3 separate regions of the Mus musculus genome follow, and regions 2 and 3 are each linked to region 1. The links are chromatin contacts, called in public HiChIP or PLAC-seq and promoter capture Hi-C maps. All regions are on one chromosome and are shown on one strand. Each heading gives the region's core, a stretch centred on a gene start, on an enhancer-like site or on the middle of the called end of the contact. The rest is flanking DNA. Distances are from core to core; before and after follow the strand shown.

Region 1 (3,255 bases), core at 528-3,027:
TGAATGCCTGAGATGAACAGGTGGCTAGATGAACCAGTGGGTGTAAGAGAGAAAGGAGAGGGTGACAGTGGAGAAAGGAGAGAGGAGAGAGAAGTGGGGAGGAAGGAGGGAGAGGAGGAGGAAGAGAGGAAGGAGGCAGGGAGTGGCATAAAGACATAGGTGGCTAGCTGGAGGAACAGTTCATTATTAGTGTCAATAAACAGGGGTGTGGGTGTCTATAAGTTTTCTAGATTCGTCTGACAGCTGGACACAACAACATAACTCCAGGTGACTTACAAGAGAAGACTTCTTCCAGTGCCACACTAGCGTTCACGACAGCAAGTCAGACCAGTAGGGGCAGCTTCTGTCGGGGTGACAGATGGGGCTAGCTAACCTGGGAATTATCAACTCTGATGTTCTCGTGGTATAGGACTCTTCCGAGCTGCTGAGGATCTGGCTTCGAGGTGAAAAGGTCAAGTGCTTCCCATCAGAAAACCCAGCAAGAAAAGAGTTTGGAACGTGAACGGAGTCTGTCACTCCAGACCAACCAGCACTCTACAGAATGAGGGCAAGATAGTGGGGCTTTGGGGGAGGGGGGGCATTGTTCTTGGTTTTGAGTCTGCTTCCCAATATGGAGAGCTAAGCAGACCTCTGACTCTAGACCCTGCAGCCTTGGTTTCTGTGAATCACCACTCAGCTTCTGTCTGCTCTGCAAAGCTCATGAAGGACCCTTCCCTTGTGACCCTTCAGGGCTGTGGTGGTTTCCCCTGCACGAGTGGGTAGGCACACAGCATCATCTTAGCCAGATCACAGGCTCACTCACCCAAGTGGACCAGAGGTCCCATGCCTCGGAAGCTCCCTGTGGTCAGACAGGCCAGAGGTGCAGATGGGGCAATGGGACACTCAGGTCACAAGAGCTTTGACTCATTTCAGTCAGTCTGAAGCCAAGACAGGGTTGGATTCACGACCTCTGCCGCTGCCCCATCCCTATTTGGTCAGGGACAGGGGGACAGCTGCTGGAGCTCTGTCTGTGTGCATTCCTGGAACCCTAGGCTCTCTCTGGACTGGTCTCTGATCTTCCCTGCATCCTCCTCTCATCTGGAGAGGAAAGCGCAATGGGTCTTTAGCAGATCTTCAAAGAAAATGAAAAAAGACAGAGCTTAGAAGGAGAGGAAGAAACTGCTTCTAAATTCCCCAGAGGAAGTCCCGTATCTGGCAGGGGCCAGCACACAGCTCACTCAAGGACTTGGCCAGCAGTGTGTCCCTTGTCTGAGTTGTATCCTAGTTTCTGCCTCAGCACCCCTGGGAGTTGTGCACGGCCAAAGCAAAATAAAAAACACGTTCAGAAACCCTCCATCCCAACTGGCTGCCTTCTATTTACATCCTCTGTAAATGCCCACTGTTTGCACCTAAAACTCAGGAGCAAAACAATCACTTCAGGAGACCCTGTCACGGTAAACAGTGTTGTGTTAAACACAGGCATTCACGTGGTCTCCGTGGCTGTTCGAGCTGCAGGGGAAACATTTACCAGCCTAGGCTCCGGGACCCGACCATGGTCTGCACCCACGGGGGACAACCTGTGGCCATCCTGATTTGGCCTCCGCAGCTAGGAGGTCCAAAAGCACCACCGCTAAGAACTGCTGCTGATCCCGGAGGGAGCCTGGAGCTGATCTGGACTAGAGGTGGAGGGGGGAGGTGCCCAGGAGAGTGATGACATCACCGGCCAGCCCTTGAAAGATGAGCTGTTCCCCGTGCCACTCCAGCTTCGCTCCTCAGGGGAGTGGATAGTAGGGCTGTTGGGAAGGCGTGTCAGGCAGCCGCTGAACCTGGACCGAGGGACTCCCTACAACACAGAACCGGCTCGCTTGAGAAAAGGTGAGTTTCCGGCATGGGCTCGTTAATGGAGAGCGCAACTATCCCAGCTGAAATTGAGTCTCGGGGAACTGGAGGAAGATTCCTTCCTCCCCTAGGTCTGAGAAATGAAGCGAGGAAGGATTACAGATGCTTACAGGCAGGGGGTTTGCCTTGCCTGTTCCAGCTCATCTTTTCCCTGTGAGCGACCAGTGGTTTGAGTTTTATAGGTTTCATGTAGACACCATGGGCTAAAGGAGTGAGCGCCAGGCAGCAGGACAGGTGTCCAGAGTCCGGCTTTTTATTCACTGAGCCACTGATGGTATTTTGTGACCCCCGGAGAGTCGCTGTCACGTCTCTAGGCCTTGTTTTCTCTGTCTGCAAAGTGTTTGGCGGAGATTAATACAGAAAGGAGACTTTGTCTGTTGCGCCTCATCTGGGCCAGTGGTGGCAGCTTTAATCCACAAATACTTAGTGTCCCCTGCCCTGTTCTTCCATCAAGGTAGTGCTTATGGGTGAGCTTGGTGTGTTGTCTTGGGTTCAAATCGCAGCTCCGCTTTTACCCCATGGGTAACATAGTTGGCGAAGATTTTATATCTCGGGACCAGGGCCACAAAGAAGACTCGGCGGCTCCTTTTAATGCAGACAGAAATGCGATCTCCCCACGGCGGCGCGGCGCGCCACGTGTGCAATTTGCGTTACCCAGGTTGCTGGTTGGTAGCTCCGTGGCCTCTGTGTTGGGTGCAGCAGTGATGCTCGCGGGTTAGGCAGGTTAGAATGCGCCTTCCTGAGTCACAGGCTGCCTGTGGCTCTCTCCAGCCCTCCACAGGAAGCAGGAGCTCTGCCGAGTGTGGGTGTGGTGCCATGCCAGACACAACTCCTGGCCCTTCTGTGTCAGAGAAGGGCTTGTAGAGAATCTGGTCCCCCGCTGTGCCCTAACAGCAGTGTGGGTGTTGGGAACACCCCCACAGTTGTGAGACTCGGGAGCGGAGTTTGCTGTTTTCCTCCGCTTGGATCGGGGCAGGGGCAGGCAGGAAAGGGGGGCTGGAGAAAATATTAAAAGTGGAAAAACTCCTGTGCTTGCCTGGCAGTGGACCCTAGGAGTCCATGACAGCTCTATCCTGAACTTGCGCACTGCCGCTTGATGTGTTAGGGGGGAAAGAAAAATCCCCTGTAATCACACCCTGCAAGGCCCCCAGCACAGATGGGGAAACTGAGTCTGGAGAAGGTCACAACTTCACCAAGTCCTTCTTACATTGCCAAGGGACTCCCATAACTTCATGGGAGGCGGGCTGTGTCACCTTTAAAAAAATGAAAAGATGGATTGACTGAGCCTGTGTAAGGATGCTGCTCCAAGCAAACGGGATCAAACCCAGAATAACTGGACCGTCTGACTTCTGCTAACACAGTGACTGGCTGGACAAG
Region 2 (3,422 bases), core at 271-2,770, 140 kb after region 1:
GTTTGGGAATGGGCCACATTGACTTCGGAACTCTCCCTCTAAGCTCCCCCTGCCACCACCCTGGTATATTAGGTATAGCATTGCTGAGGCTTGCACTGATGAAAAAACTTGAGTAGCCACTGGGGCAGAATGGTCTTCTAGGACTTTGCAGTACTTAATAAAAGGCACCACACACAGTTGGTAGTAACATGCATGCACAGGAAAGAACTAATGGAATGATACAGCAGTTGCTATAATATAATCAATATAATCAATATAACCAATAGGCACACAATGGCTCAGCAGTCAAGAGCACTGGCTGCTCTTGCAGAAGACCTGAGAGTGGTGCCTCATAGCTCTCTGTTATTCCAGTTCCAGGGATCCAACGTCTCTTTTGGTCTTGGATGCCACCAGGAAAACATGTGACACAGAGACATTCATGCAGGCAAACACACGTACACATAAAAATAAATATTTAATTTCTATATATGCATGCATATTTGCATAAAATACGTTCATGTATTTAGATTTAACAAGTTAGTGTTTAAAACTATTTCAGTGCAGTCGGACCCTTCCAACAAAACAAGCCGGTTGTTTCATAACACACCACAACTTTTGATGAAAACAAAATACACATTGTTTATTGCATTAATGTATTTGTGGAAGAGGGGTGTGTGTGCCAGGGCACATGTGTAGAGGACAGCTTGCTGGAGCCCGGTCTCTTTGGGACAGAGGGATGGAACTCACGTTGTAAGGCTTGATGGCACCTCCTTCACCCTCCGAGCAAGAGGTGGTTTATTTCAGCAACTGCACGAGTATTCTCATTTGTAAAGAAGACCCAGAGCTTAAACGGTCTGAGTGTAAACTTCATGATTGTGTGTGAATTCCTGGTCACAAAGTCCCTCCAGGCACCTCCACCAAATCCCCAGGCAGGGTGGTAAGGGGGGAGGGGGCATCTGAAAATGCTTAGGAAAGACAATCTGGGAAGAAAAATCTCAATTGAGAAGATGCCTCCATAAGAATGGCTTACAGGCATGTGTATGGGGCATTTTCTTCATTGATAGAAGACCCAGATCACCGTGAGCATCCTGCCCTTGATCCTGAGTTCTCTTAAGAAAGCAGACCGAGCAAGCCCGTAAGCCACGTTCCTCCAAGGTCTTTGCTTCCGTTCCTGCCTCCAGCCAGGTTCATGCCTTCTGCCCTGGCTTCCCTGGATGATGGGTCTACAACCTGTTAGTTTTGGTCTGGTACTCTCACAGCAATAGAAAGCAAACTAGTCAAACCCCTAAGCCAGTAGAACCCTGTGCACCAAGCAGCTACTGGGCAGTACAGGCTGTGGTGGTGGGCTCTCACGCTGTGGTCCTTGACCCCAAAACTCGTGACATCTGCTTTTCTTTACAGTAGAGAAATTGTTTACCCAAGCAGAGCGTCCTACAGGAGATGTGCCGAAGGCAGTTAGACAGTTCTCCAGGGAGATCAGCCCCGCCCTTTAGGACACGCCCCGGCCAGACCCGTGCCACGCCCCCAACGGACCCTCCCCCAGAGCTGCACCCTATCCAGAGCCCTCACCACAGGACACGCCCCGCCCAAAAGCAAGCCACACCCCTCCGAGAGTCCGAGCCTCGCCTCAGGGAGCCTGACCCTTTCAGCCTTCCAAAGCCCAGCCTCTCCTCCTTAGCAACCGACAGGACTCTTTCACCTTAGCAACTACTACAGCTTCCACCATGGCTGAAGAGGAAGTTCCTGCGACCACCGAAAAAGTTCTGAAGATACAGAGGGTATTCATAAACCATCTGGACACCTATAGCAGCGGAAACATAGGAAAGGTGAGCGGTGACCCGAGCCAAACTGGCCCTCAACCCTCAGTGTGTGTCCCTGATCTATCTCCACAGCAAAGGCCTGCATCACTGGCTGTTAGGAGCCTCCCCGGGGGAAGAAGATTCCAATCCTAGCACATCAGTGCCTCCAGGACCTGTCCCTAAGCAGGCTTGACCCATGTTCCTTCCTAATAACGCAGGTGTTTTGGCTATGGTGAAAATGAGGCTCAAGAGAGGAAAGGGCTTGCACAAATCATAGGTATTATGGGCGGGACCTGGAGCACACAACGCGTAAGTCCCGCCATTATGTCATCCAGGAAACATCCATCTAGCGTTTTTAAGCATCTGTTTTGTGCTAGGCACAATTTCTGACCAGGTCCCATTAAGCTTCCTTACTTCCAGGAAAGTTATGGAGATGACTTAGCAGGAGACCTTACTTGAGACACAAGTGTGAGGACCTGAGGTCTGACCCCCATCATCTATGGAGAAAGTGAGCAAGTAGTATTCTACCTCTAGCGTAAACACACACACACACACTCACACACACACACACACACACACACACACACACATGATCCCAAGAGAGAACCTAGGAGCTGTCATTCTAAATTGTTCATCCAAAGACAGTCATGTTTTAGGGGCTGGAGACCCAGGTTCAATTCCCAGCACTCATATGGCAGTCCAGATTGTCTGTAACTCCAGTCCAAGATGATCTGATGCCTCTTTTTTGGCTTCTGGCGGCACACTGCATGCACATGGCACACACACACACACACACACGCCCTCACAAACACACACACATGCACATAAAATAAAAATAAATCTTAGCACACACCTGCAGAGGCCCTGCCATTGAGGACTCTGGATCCGTTGGGTTGAGGAATCTGCCAGCTTGTGGGAAGTCAAAGGTAATGAGGTACCCTCACCCTCGCTGCACTGCTAATTAAGTAGCAGAGGGGATTAGAACTCAGGCTTCCTGCCTCCCAAGATGGTTAAAAATGAGTGTGGAAACAAACCCCCTAGTGACTCATTAAAGCAAATCACCAGATGACCAGTTGTGGCATAATTAAATTCTGGCGTGGATTATCAAGGGGTGGTGGCCTGCTGGACGGCTCTACAACTGTAGCACTGGGATAGGCAGAAAGGGGTGGGAATGGAAGCTCATGTTCTCCACTGGACAGAAAGCTTTCATCCGAGCAAGCAACGCTCTGAGTGTAAGGATACAGAAGAGAACGGTGTGAAGATACCAGAGGCAGCTCTCTTCACAGCTGGGCGTGCATTTTATGAAGAGTTGGTTTTTCCTCTTTCTTTCTTTTTTCTTTTTTCTTTTTGTTTTTGTTTTTGTTTTTGTTTTTGTTTTTTTGGGTTTTTTGTTTTGTTTTGTTTGGGGGGGTTGTTTTTTGTTTTTTTGTTTTTTGTTTGTTTGTTTGGGTTTTTTTTTTTTTTTTCGAGGCAGGGTTTATCTGTATAGCTCTGGCTGTCCTGGAAGTCACTTTTGTAGACCAGGCTGGACTTGAACTCAGAAATCCAGCTCTGCCTCCCAAGTGCTGGGATTAAAGGTGTGCACCACCACGCCCGACTTCTTTCTTTTCTTTTTCCAGTTGTTTTGTTCTCTTATGATCTTGG
Region 3 (3,343 bases), core at 1-2,500, 220 kb after region 1:
TGGGGAGGGAGCTTTAGGAGTGAAAGGAAGCCCTAAGTGCAGGGGACCTCCAAAAGCTTCTTTCTTTTTTTTTTTTTTTTTTTTTTTGGTTTTTCGAGACAGGGTTTCTCTGTGTAGCCCTGGCTGTCCTGGCACTCACTTTGTAGACCAGGCTGGCCTCGAACTCAGAAATCCGCCTGCCTCTGCCTCCCGAGTGCTGGGATTAAAGGCGTGCGCCACCACGCCCGGCCAAAAGCTTCTTTCAAGAAGCTATGAGAAGGAAAAGGAATAGTTGGGCCTTTCTAATGATTACTCAGAACAGAATGGTGAGTGTACCCAGCCAAACCCCGTAAGAAGTGTGCCAGGGGCTGGAAATTTTAGGAAGGAAAAATACATTATCTTAAGATGAACCCAGCATACTAGGAATGGCTCCTTTTTCTGAGTATGGTCCAGTAACCCGAACTTCACCTGCCCAACTGCATTAACTCTTCAGCACAGAGACAAGGTCATAGTCACACCCAGAAGTATATTCCAATCTATCACATAAAATTGGTAGTGGTGTTTCACACCTGTAATGTCAACACTCAGGAGGTGGAGGCAGGAGGATCAGAAACTAAGGGCTAGTAGCTTCATGGGAGCCTGTCTTATAAAACAAACAAGAACAACAACAACAACAACAACAAAAAACCCGCCAAAACCCCAAAGGTTACTGTCAATTTTATTAAATTATTGCCTTGGTCCGGAATCCCCTGCCCTGCACATTTGGCATGAGAAGCACAGGTCTGGGCAACACAGATGCAGAGGGTCATCGTCAGGGGAGGGGATCCACGGCCACACTTCTGGGACAGGCTCTGTACTGGGCTCTAACACATTTAAGTCCTCACTCACATCGATGTTTAAAAAGCAGTTCTCCCACGCAGCGGAGGTGCAACTGGCACCGAACAGCTCTCGGTTCCAGGCATCCCCCGCGCTTGGGCTGCCCCGCACGTGGCGCCCGCTTGGGCCGCGCCCCCTTCTCATCGCTGCCACGGCTGCGTCACTCTCATTCGCCAGGACGGCGTCGCCAAGCGAATGAACTACAGCCTCTCGCTCGGAGCCTCCCGCACCCATCCCACGCTCTACCACGAAAGCGTGAGATCACCGGGGGGGGGGGGGGGGGGGGGGAGGGGGAGAAGCGCCGCTTCACGCCGAGAACTACATTTCCCGTCAGGTCTTGCGGCGTCGCGCAGCGCGCGCGCAGGCGCGCGCTCGGTGTGCGTGGCGGCGTCAGCGGTTCTAGAACGTTGCTGTGGTAGCGCTCGGGCGCCATGTTAGGACGAAGGGGAAGGAGGAGAAGCGCTTAAAGCGGCGGGGCACGGGTGCAGGACTGGGTTGGCCCCGGGGCTGAGGTAGGCTGCCGTCCTTCCCGCCTCGGTGGATCATGCCCAGGACGGCAGCGGTCGCGGGGGGGAAGTGACTGGGCGGTGCCGGCGCCGGAGACGATGCCGTTGTAAGTGATTGGCGTGCTGAGTGAGGCGCACGCCGGCCGGGCCCCGGGGGTGGCGGAGGGGGAGGGGAGGCGCACGGGCGCCCCGGGCCGCGGCTTCCGGCCCCTCGGGCGCGGGGCCCCCGCAGGATCCCCAAGCGGAACGGCGCCCGGCGCGGACTGGCGGGCCGCGGCTCCCGGGTTCCTTCCTGTCCCGGTTTCACCATGGCGCCGTCCAGCCCCCTAGTTCCCCACTTCCGCTTCCCTCGGAGCGGGTGAGGAACCGGGGCCGGGAGGGAGCAGGCCGCGCTGGCGGCCCGGGGGCAGCTTCCGGAACGGCGGGCTGCGGGGCGGCGCCGTCCCTGCTTTGTTGTGACTAGGCAACCTGGCTTCGGCGCGCTACCTGATCGCTCCCGCCCTTGGGTCACTTGTGTTGTGATTGCGAGTGTACGCTTTGAGCTAATTCACTTAGGCCTTCTAATGTCGCTAGGTCTACTTTACACACTTGACCGTGATTTTTCTTTACTTAATTTCCCCCCTCCCCCCTTTTCTCCTAAGAAAGATATTTGGAAACCGGTTGTTGGGATTCGAAAGTAGATGAGGGTTTTATGTTCCAACTAACCTATCTTGGCGAAAAGGCTTTAGGTCGTGCGACTGCTTTTCTTCCAAACAAGAGAGGCAGTTTTGGACGTAGCCTCAATGTGACAGATCTAGGGTTGTACTTACTAATTTAAAAATGGATTTCATGCGCTTTTCTTTCTCACACACTAGCTTGCTAGCTTTACTCGACCCTGATGTTTAGTCCAGAGACCTGTCAGCTGTATTTCTGTAGTGATAACATTTGTTGGGCTTAATTAACCACAAAGTTCCCTTTGACTCCTTATTCATGGAACAAGGGTAAAGGAGCACGAGAATAGAATCTATAAAGATGTTTGGTGTTTTTCAGTGGGGTTCAAGTAGATGTGAGTGAGTGAGGTGTTGTCACATGATGACCTTGTATTAGCTCATCCAGACTTTTTTCTGATACATCAGTGCTTAAAAAAAGATATGGTTGCACACTCTAAAGGGAAGGCTTCGGATTAGAAATGTTATCTTGTGTCTGGGAGTGAAGGTAGGAGGGAGAGTACAGGTTTCCTGCAGTTTTTATTTCAGTGCACTTCTGAAAGTGGAACGGTACAAGGAGGCTGCATGAGCACCGCACATGTCCAGGTCTATGCTTGAAGTTCTTCAGTCTATTTCCTTTAGGTTTAAAAAAATGGAGCCAAGACAGATGGACATGCACATGACCCCTTTTTTTTGTGTGTTTCATGGGATTTGAACTCTATAGCCAGTTTCTTACAAGCTGTTCTATCTCCATCCAGAGTGTACTGGGACTTTTAATCCAGGGAAACCCAAGACTGCCTGGCTGAGGAGGACAGGCCTGCCTTCCTCCTCATTACTTTGTTTCTTGAGGGCTCTGTCCCTGAGCTCACCTCTCCATGGGACGCCTTGTTCTTCTGTGTGCCAGCATCACTTGCCATGATTTTTACTTTTGATCTTTTGAATTGAGATTTCCTGGATAGTTTGTGTTTGGTATCCAGTGTGGGTTTTGGTGTGCCTGTTAAATTTAGACAATGTAAGTTGGGATTGAAGCATAGACAGTTCAGGTGAATGGTCAGAATGGACTGAGTCGTTACAAAACATTCTCAAAGGTATATGGTTTGTGTATAATTACATACATAATTTGGAAAATGCTGGTACCTTTTGATTGCCATAGTGGTGAAACTTAGAAAAGTTATGGAGGAAGCTAAAGCTTTTTAAAATACTTGAAATTTCTGCATTCTCCATTAACAGAGTTTCTCACCTCAGTGCTGTAACCCTGGTAATTTCTGGAGGGCCCTTCCCACGTCTTGTTGGGTG

What was found. HiChIP or PLAC-seq counts read pairs in DNA pulled down with a chosen protein or histone mark. Capture Hi-C pulls out chosen DNA fragments and counts their contacts.
Region 2: a promoter capture Hi-C map of pancreatic islet shows a contact between it and region 1. The contact joins the promoter of Ak7 here to the promoter of Bdkrb2 in region 1. A contact is called at or near these places in 2 of 39 promoter capture datasets (embryonic stem cells and maxillary cranial neural crest), 1 of 484 Hi-C or Micro-C datasets (nephron progenitors), 1 of 115 datasets of contacts at active chromatin or transcription factors (embryonic stem cells) and 2 of 9 other capture datasets (adipose tissue and pancreatic islet).
Region 3: a contact with region 1 is called in an H3K4me3 HiChIP or PLAC-seq map of embryonic stem cells, with 12 read pairs. The contact joins the promoter of Papola here to the promoter of Bdkrb2 in region 1. A contact is called at or near these places in 3 of 39 promoter capture datasets (cranial neural crest, frontonasal cranial neural crest and maxillary cranial neural crest), 2 of 115 datasets of contacts at active chromatin or transcription factors (embryonic stem cells and extraembryonic endoderm stem cells) and 1 of 9 other capture datasets (adipose tissue).

What each region holds. Positions count from the first base shown.
Region 1 is chr12:105,561,395-105,564,649 of GRCm38.p6, forward strand. It overlaps Bdkrb2 (bradykinin receptor, beta 2), which reads left to right and starts at 1,778. Exons shown (of 3, transcript NM_009747.2): 1 at 1,778-1,854.
Region 2 is chr12:105,704,462-105,707,883 of GRCm38.p6, forward strand. Ak7 (adenylate kinase 7) reads left to right here and starts at 1,521. Exons shown (of 18, transcript NM_030187.1): 1 at 1,521-1,805. The coding sequence starts at 1,704.
Region 3 is chr12:105,783,447-105,786,789 of GRCm38.p6, forward strand. It overlaps Papola (poly (A) polymerase alpha), which reads left to right and starts at 1,251. Exons shown (of 22, transcript NM_011112.4): 1 at 1,251-1,468. The coding sequence starts at 1,461.